Linked DNA regions of Mus musculus: all the other regions are linked to region 3. Evidence: chromatin contacts called from public promoter capture Hi-C data. All regions are on one chromosome and are shown on one strand. The core of a region is the stretch at or near the end of the contact, and the rest is flanking DNA. Distances in the headings are between cores, read along the strand shown.

Evidence for each region. Capture Hi-C pulls out chosen DNA fragments and counts their contacts.
Region 1: a contact with region 3 is called in a promoter capture Hi-C map of liver. The contact joins the promoter of Cyren here to the promoter of Akr1b8 in region 3. A contact is called at or near these places in 10 of 39 promoter capture datasets (the 3T3-L1 cell line, 3T3-L1-derived adipocytes, embryonic stem cells and 3 more), 4 of 115 datasets of contacts at active chromatin or transcription factors (embryonic stem cells, extraembryonic endoderm stem cells and pancreatic cancer cells) and 3 of 9 other capture datasets (embryonic stem cells, liver and macrophages).
Region 2: a contact with region 3 is called in a promoter capture Hi-C map of adipose tissue. The contact joins the promoter of Fam180a here to the promoter of Akr1b8 in region 3. A contact is called at or near these places in 1 of 39 promoter capture datasets (pre-B cells), 1 of 115 datasets of contacts at active chromatin or transcription factors (pancreatic cancer cells) and 2 of 9 other capture datasets (adipose tissue and liver).

The regions. Positions count from the first base shown.
Region 1 is chr6:34,876,732-34,879,431 of GRCm38.p6, reverse strand. Cyren (cell cycle regulator of NHEJ) reads left to right here and starts at 1,367. Exons shown (of 4, transcript NM_001135611.1): 1 at 1,367-1,532; 2 at 2,661-2,700.
Region 2 is chr6:35,324,746-35,327,445 of GRCm38.p6, reverse strand. Fam180a (family with sequence similarity 180, member A) reads left to right here and starts at 1,305. Exons shown (of 3, transcript NM_173375.2): 1 at 1,305-1,607. The coding sequence starts at 1,532.
Region 3 is chr6:34,352,757-34,355,456 of GRCm38.p6, reverse strand. It overlaps Akr1b8 (aldo-keto reductase family 1, member B8), which reads right to left and starts at 1,311. Exons shown (of 10, transcript NM_008012.2): 1 at 1,161-1,311. The coding sequence starts at 1,226.

The DNA of each region.
Region 1 (2,700 bases), core at 118-2,617, 520 kb before region 3:
AGGAAGAATGCATCCTTCAAAGCGCCTCTTTGGAACCCCTGAGGGCCTTAGTAGGGCTCTGTCCTTTGCTGTCCTTGAGTGAAGGTGTTGTGGGGCACAACCAAGAAGGCAGGTCACACTGCAAACCTTGAGTCACTCTTCTGGGGGCTGAGAACCTCGCCTGGCAGGTGCAAGTCTGCATTTCCCTCCCTGTGCCCTGGGGCCCTGTCTCTGCTGAGCCCCAAACCCATGCCCAGGAGCTCGGTGTGGGGTCTGGAAGTACAGTCACGATTACAGTGCCTGCTGACTAAATGAAGCTGACGGACACTTGTTACTATAGCCAATAAATTTATCTGCCAATTTAAAAATAATAAAACCCATGTGGACTCCAGCACAGGCAAGTCTCCTAGCTTGGTCTTTCCCTCCTGCTGCTGGGGTCTTTGCTGACAACAGGCTCTGTATGCAGCCACACAGGTCTTTAGCCTTATTTGCTGGGTGGCCATGGAGAAGTTTTAAGAGATGTGCAGGGTCGGGAGAGTTATTAAGAATCAAAGGAATCCAAGAATGGAAGGATGCCCTCTCACCCAGCATTAGGCTTGCTTGGCTCACATCAGATGAGGTAGAGGGCCCGCCCTATTTACAGTCAATGAATGCTACTTTCTTGACAGCTAGGGGCTGCCCTCCCAGAAAGGTGGCAGCCTGGCCTGGTTCAAGAGCAGCTAAAATGACTCTAGGGGTCATCTGTGGGATTGGAAGCCATTGGTTTATCCCATTAAGAGTTGGGGCCTTTAATTTCCTGGTCCGAGCTATCAGTTTAGGATTGAGGATTAGCATTAGGGAAAGGCTATGGAGAAACCGTGCTCAATAGGGGAGCTGTGGGTGCCCCAGTCCAGAGTGCGGTGTTGACCTGCTGTTGTAAATCGAACTTGGTCACTCTTGATTTCTCCGTTTGGGGGCAGACAGAATCAGATCTGAGGTTTCCTTTGCTCCAGCGCTCCAGAGAAGAACCTCCCCTGTGAGGGCCTCCTACTGTGTTTTTTTCAGTCGTCTTCCTTGGCTTTTTCCCCAACCACCCAGGTTGCCTTAAAATCATGCATGCGTTTAGCTGAAAGATTCCGGACACCTGGGAGCTAGCTTGGCGCCTCCTCCACTTCTGCAGAGGGAACCTTTCTTTGCTTCCCCTAGTTACTGACTCTGGCCGCTAAGAACCAACGGCTGCGCCTCCGTCACAACAGCTGACAGAAACAGGAGCCTGCGGATGTGACCCGCGGTCTGCAGGGGGCACCCGGGGCCCTAGCGGCCAGCCAGCGCCCGGGTCCGGAGCGCGCACGCCGGGAGCGCGCAGGAGCCGGAAGGGGCGGGCGGTGGGATGCGTGCGCGTCTCGCAGTTCTGAATCCCCGGAACCCACGGGAAGGACCGCAGCGCTGCCCTCCCCTCTTGCCCACGGTTCCATCCTGTCCCCAGGCCCCCGGCTCTGCGCCCTCTGCGGTAGGGAGGGAGTGGCGCGGCCAGCTCCGCGCTAGTGCAGCGACGTCCCGCGTGTGCCTTCTGGGTGAGATTTTCCAGGGACCCAACGGGCCCGACCCGATCAGCGCTGAGCTCCAGAAACCTTGCGGCGGGCAGGACCTGGCTGCTGGCTCGATGGTCGATATCCAGCTTTCTACGACTTTGTGCACGCTAATTCTTAACCACGTCTGTTTCTCGTCTATAAAATGGACATGATACACATGTACTGCCGGGTCTGACTCATTTCTGTACACTGTCACTCACTGGATGGTATTCCTCTTAATCGACTTCTGTTCTGTGGCTGGACAAGTTGTTTGGTTTAAATGAAGTTATAAACAGTCATTCTGGATGAGCCAAAATTGTCTACTGGTGTATGTTGGGGGCAGGGGGAGCACTGCCCATTGAAATGTGTGAATTAGAAAGCCTGGGGGATTTAGTAATTGATATGTTTTGTAAAATGTGGTATGGGAGGGAGGGAGGGGGTGCCTTAAGCGGGCCCAAGCTGAACCCCCTCCTACTCCCAGGTATCAGCCATATGATGGGTCTAGTATAAAAAGAAGTTTATTTGGGGACATGAGAAGGGGGGTTGAGAAGGGAGTAGAGGCAGAGAAAGAGGGGACAGAGAGGGACAGAAAGAGAGAGAGGGACAGAAAGAGAGAAAGGGAACAAAGAAGAGGGAACATGTGGAGAGAGAAGTGGGGAGGGGGGTTCAGAGAGCATGAGAGAGGCCAGATAGTCCTTTTATAGCAAGCCAGGTTTGTACCTGGCTGTTGCTAGGTAGTTGAGTGGAGCCTAGAAGGAACGTTAGCATGCTAACAGTAACCAAATCACAGTAGAGGTGAGAAGTTTGTGACATAGATGGAGATGGACGATTGGGCCAGAATCCCCTTTCTTCCTTCCTTTGGGCTGTAGAAATGACAGGAAAGCATTTCTTGTTGCTGCAACTGCCTGTGTGGGGCACAGAGCAGGGGAGGGGCTACAGATATCTGTCTGCAGGCCCCATGTCCTATCTGCTGCTAGTCCTCCATGTGACACAGTGTACATGGCTTGGCCTTCTGGGCTCTGCTCACCTCTGGGTCACCTCAGGTCTGCCCTACACTGACTAGTAATTACTGCTGGTAAGTTGGAAGAGCGTTGACTTACTAGAATCTACTGACTTGGTTCCTCCTTGTAGGCATTGAAGATCGGCACCCACTGGGGTCAGATGAGCCTGG
Region 2 (2,700 bases), core at 56-2,555, 970 kb before region 3:
CCTACAACTGTGCTTCTATGTGTGTATGCCTGTACATGTCTGGGGAGCGAGTGAGCATTGCCTGTGCATGCATGTGAGAGCGATGTCAGGTGTCTTCCTTAATCCTGCTCCACCGTACAAACCTGAAATTTAACCAATTCATGTAGCGAGTCCGGTCGGCAGGCCTGGGGATCCTCCTGTCTCTGCCTCCCCAGCTGAGGACTGAGATTACAAACAGATGCTGCTGTGCTGGTTACTTCCTGAGTACTGGGGATCACGCTCACACAGCAAGCTCTTTAACAACTGAGCCGTCTCCCAGTACTTTTTAAATGATGATGGGAAAATACTGCCATTCTGCTAGACATAAAAGGATTTGGTCGCTGATCTGGGCACAGTACAGAGAGGTTCAGTGGCCCCAAGGGTCAGGTTGCAAGCTGCTTGGTCCCCAGTATAATAGGGTGAAAAAGTATATAGAACCCTCTCGATAGAGAGCAGGGCTTGGTGCAAAGTAACTAGCTCATTGGGGCATTGTCCCTGGAAGGGGTTAATGTAGTTCTTTGGGGACCCTGGTTAGTTACCTTGAAAGGTTTTTGCAAACAGAGAAAACCTGACCCCCGAAGGCTTCCTAGATCAGCATGAAATCTCTTCCCTGCAAACATTCCCACTGAGGTGTCTTCTGCCATCAGATCTTAGTCAGAACTGTGCAAGAAGCCAGTGTCATGCTCTTGACCCTCAAGAAGAATATGCTAATTAGACCTCTTCTCTTTAAAAACTCTGTGGAAAGCACCCAATGGATCATGGATGTGAACAGGAGCTCAGCTTCCCAGCCTCCTGCATAGACTCACAAGGTTCCCAAAAGCAATACCTATTCTCCAAGGCCACCTGCCCACTCTGCTCCTCACAACCTACCAATGCCCCACCTACCCAGAAGCTAGGAAAGGCGCCAGACCCCAAGACCCACAAGTCTAGCTCCAGGGAACGATAGCAGGAACACCCCACCCTAGTACCACAATGACTGTGCTGTCCTACAGGCAACTCTGAGCTCCACCAGCCCCACCGTCTGCCAGGCAACCTCCCAGCTCTTCCTCCAGCCCGCAGTCCTGGCTCTGAAGTAGTATGTGTGGACAGGGAAAACAGCCAACTTCTCGCCGGGCTCTCTAACAAGTTCCGCGGGTCTGTTTGTTAAAGAAAAATTCCAGTGGGCGCATCCAACACATGGAACTCAAGTACAGAAATTATATTTATCCAGCCCACTGCCAAAGAGATCACATGCCCCGTGAGTCACTCCAGATGTGCTCAAAAACAGAGCCTCTGTGTGGAAGCCTGGTCCCCTAATCCCAGAGAGAGTTAGGTTAAGAGAGGTACCAACTTCTGTCCCACCCAAGAGGCTGCATCCGCCTCCATCCTGTGGAGCCAGGGAGAGGCCCTTGCTTTCCTTATAGACAAGAAAGGGCAGTAAGAACTCTGTCCTCTCGCTGAGAAGAGCAGGGGTCCACCTGCAGCCCCTGGGGTCCCGCAGGAATAGAAGGTCAGCTTGTCTCCCTCCTGGAAGATGTCCTGGAAGGCGCTGACGATTCTGCTGGTATTCTCCAGCACCCAGGCCACTGCGTCCTGCAGGTGGAGCAGGGGTGAGTTGTTTTGAATTCTTGTGTTTCTCTGGTGCTCATTCATCTTTCTTGAATAGAATTGTGGCAGTGGAGTAGAGTTAGAGGGAGGAAGGAATTAAAAGCCCCGTGCCTGCTTCATACGCCAACTTTGCCAGTGCTCTATGGTCCCTCTTGGTAAAAGGTGATAGGAAATACCCGGTGGAAGAGCATCGAAGCAGCCAATTTGGGAGCCCGATGGAGGTTGAGAAGCCATCGGGTTGCTCCTGCTGGTGAGCCAGAAAGAACTCTTGGGTGTTTCGGAGGATGGGTAAGGGTTCTCTGCAGATCCCTGCCTGCTGCTGCTGGGACAGACCCCCCGAGAGAAGGTATCAAACTCAGCTGCCTGTGTGATGGAATGGTGGCCACTGGGACTAACGCAGAGAGTTCTTGGCCACACTGGCTAAGAATGAGGTCTCCAGGATGCTATGGGTGTGCATTTTGGCAGCCAGGTAGAGCTGTGTGGTGGTGAGTGAGAGGGGAAAAAAAAAAGAACATTTAGGGCATCCACCCAGTGTGCTTGGCCCCTGTCATTCACATCAAGCCTCCATGGAAAGAAACCGGTGTGTGCAAAAGCTTTACTCTCATGCTGATTGATATCTTCTCTCTCAGATGCCGCTTCTGAGAACAAAGGTGGCATCTTTACTCTGGTCTGGCTGCACTTGGCAGTCACCGGGGACATATCAGGCCAGCTAGTTTATTACTATCAGGAAATGAAGAGCTGGGGGGTGTTATCCACTCCATGCCAGTCTGAGGAGAAATCTTCCCGCTGCCTACATTCAAATGAGTTCACGTCCCCAGAAAGACCTAGAAATCCAGCGTTCCCTCAAGTCAATCCAGACGCTCTTTATAGAGACCCCTAAGGGCATGAGGATTGGTATGGGGACATGAATGAACCCCTCCTTCTCAGGGACTATGTCAGGGAGGGAAAGGGAGGCCTGAGCGGCAGAGGAGAAGCACTTGCAATGGAAGAGAGGGGCTCGAAGCCCTTATTAATCCTCCTTGTGCTTAAGCCTGATCTTAGGGACTGGCTGGGACATAAGTGTTGCTGAGGTGCAAACAACACACAATGCAGACA
Region 3 (2,700 bases), core at 62-2,561:
CCCTTGTCAAGCGCTCGGTCTAATCTTTGGATTTCTGTGGGTTACTTCTGGTCAGAGTGCTTGACAGCTTGGTAGAAAGTGAAATGTCTAATTTGGAGCAAATTCGAGGTTTTAAACCCAGTGCTGAATCAAAGAGAGGCCCCACCTCTGTCCCATGATCAGAAGAAAAAGACAGTGCAAAGATCGAGAGACAGAGGCTAAGCGAGAGACAGAGGCTAAGCCACCAGGACAAGAGACTCGGACTCCAAAAACAACTCCTCCTGGAGGTGGCTCACACCTGTGATAACCTCTAGAAGCTGAGGCCGGAGGATTGCAAGTTCAAGGCCAACCCAAGCTATAGAATAAGTTCTAGGGCAGCCTAAACTGAAGTGTAACTCCCAGTCGCCAGAAATCAAATAGAGACAGCTCCTGGAAACTAGCTGACCACTGTCCTGTTATCACGAAAGGAAATAAACCCAAGGACAAAGTTAGGAGATGGAACAATGTCAGACTTGTCTCAACAGAAGTGGGAAGGGCCTTGGAGCATTCTTCCAGGAGAGCACACTGCCAGGCAGGATCTGAGCTCAGGCTCTGTCATCTTCCTGCTTAGTTTGATGTGCTCAGAAAATGGTGTAGTGTCTTGGTAAGGTGCAGGTGCCAGTAGCCTGTGCTAGGGTCTGAGACTCCACCTTTCCCCCAGGCTTCCAGGCCACAAGCTGCAGAGTCTTTCCCCCACCAAACAGAGCTAGGTCATTTGGAGCTTTTGGTGTCCTGCCACTGAATAACTCAGCCCTGGCTGTCCTGGAACTCACTCTGTAGACCAGGCTGGCCTCTGGCCTCAAATTCAGAAATTCGCCAGCCTCTACCTCCCAACTTCTGGGATTAAAGGCATGCACCACCACTGCCCTGCTTCAAACCAGCCAAAACTTATAAAACTTTAAGTGTCTCATGAGTTCAGAAGAAAGCTTGTTAAGAGGGTAACTGGCAAGTTCGGGAAAACTTGAAACCTGACACTTCACAGGGATATCTCTGCTGGAAAAAGTCTGTCAGAGCTTTGAGGTCTGAAACAGCACAAAAGGCAAAACCAACTTGTGTTCTGTCTCTAGGGTTCCAAACTCCCAGTAGATGTCATAAAAAGAAGAGGAAATGCCAAGACCAGGTGCCCAAGACTGCGCACTCACCTTCCAGGTGCCCAGGCCCACAATGGGCATCTTGGCTTTGGTACTGAGTTCCACGAACGTGGCCATGGTTGCTGCCAAAATCTTGCTGAGAGCAGATGTCTGTGTCCTTGTTAATGAGACAGATGGAGGCTTTAACGTCCTGGATGAAGAGGCCGGCTCTTACTGCAAGCGCCACGCCCAGACCCCTCCCGCCCCCGCCCCCCCTCCCGCAATGAACCGGAAGTTCATCCCAGTCTTTTGTAAGCTTTTAAGAGTGTGAGTAAAGATTAGTCATAAACCAGAGGGAAATCTCCCTGATGCAGAATATAAATTACTTTGTAGAGCTACTTAGAGGTGTATGAGCCTTAGGCGCATGGGGTGAAAGATCCTTCGAGCTATATTGCTAGCTATGTTTGGGTTTCCACAGTGTGTGGAGAATATGTATGGGTTTCCACAGTGTGTGGAGAACGGTGGAGCCTGTAGGTATTCCATGAGGTTGAGGCAAGTAAAAGTTTTCAGAGGCAAAATGGGAGGCTGCATAAATTATTTTGAGCTAACTGTTGCTGATCACAAAAGATCAATGACAGGGGCGCTTGCAGAGGAGGGGGGAGGGGAGAGAGGGGAGGGAACGGGAGAGGAGAGAGTGTTTTCTGACCCTCTTTTTGTTTGTTTGTTTGTTTAAGTTTTACTCATCTAATTGATGGAAGATTGTGAAAAGCAAATTTCCCCTGTTAACCACTAAGACCTTTCTTTGATAATATTCTTTCTCTCTCCCTCTCCCTCTCTCTCTCTCTATCCCCCCTCTCTCTGAATTTGAAATTTGACAAGTTGTCTAACTGTATAATTATAGTGAGCTTTTACATTTTTTTTGCTTACATTTAAAAACCAGACTTTTGTGATTATATTCTGTTTCACTAAGGACAGCATGAAAAAGAAAGATGCGAGCATAAACATCCTTTTCTGTCACTCGGATGCCATTGCCCGGTGCAGTTTCCTGGGCTCTTCTCAGCCTGTGTCAGCTTCTATGCACCGCACCACATTTTCCAAAGCTGACACCACAAGGCTAGCTTTTCTACACGTTTATAGTGAGTCATTTCAAAATTGCCTTTATGTTAAACATTTTAACGTTGCATTCTATTTTATGGTAATTTATTCTACCATTTCCACTATTCTTAGGTCTCTTGCTGATTTCCAGCTGGTTTCTATTGTGTATAAATAATATTTCAAGAAATATCATTGCAGTGAAGCATTGGGCCTCATTCCCTGGGGATAGATCTTTAGAAGTAGGAATATAGACTCAAATGAAGTTTATTTCAGTTTATCACACAAGGTATAGGTCAAAATTGATTTTTTTTCAAAATGGCAATTTTCAGTCATTTATAGAATAATACATTCTCACCTCCATGTTTATAGTTTTTCAAGAATCATATGTAAATGTTCTTGACTTTTACTTTATTGATATTATAAAACTAATGCATGTCCTCTAGAAAGAAAAACCAGAAAAATCAGAGTAAACAAAAGATTTTACGGGAGTTATAAGAGAATAAAAATTATCATTTTC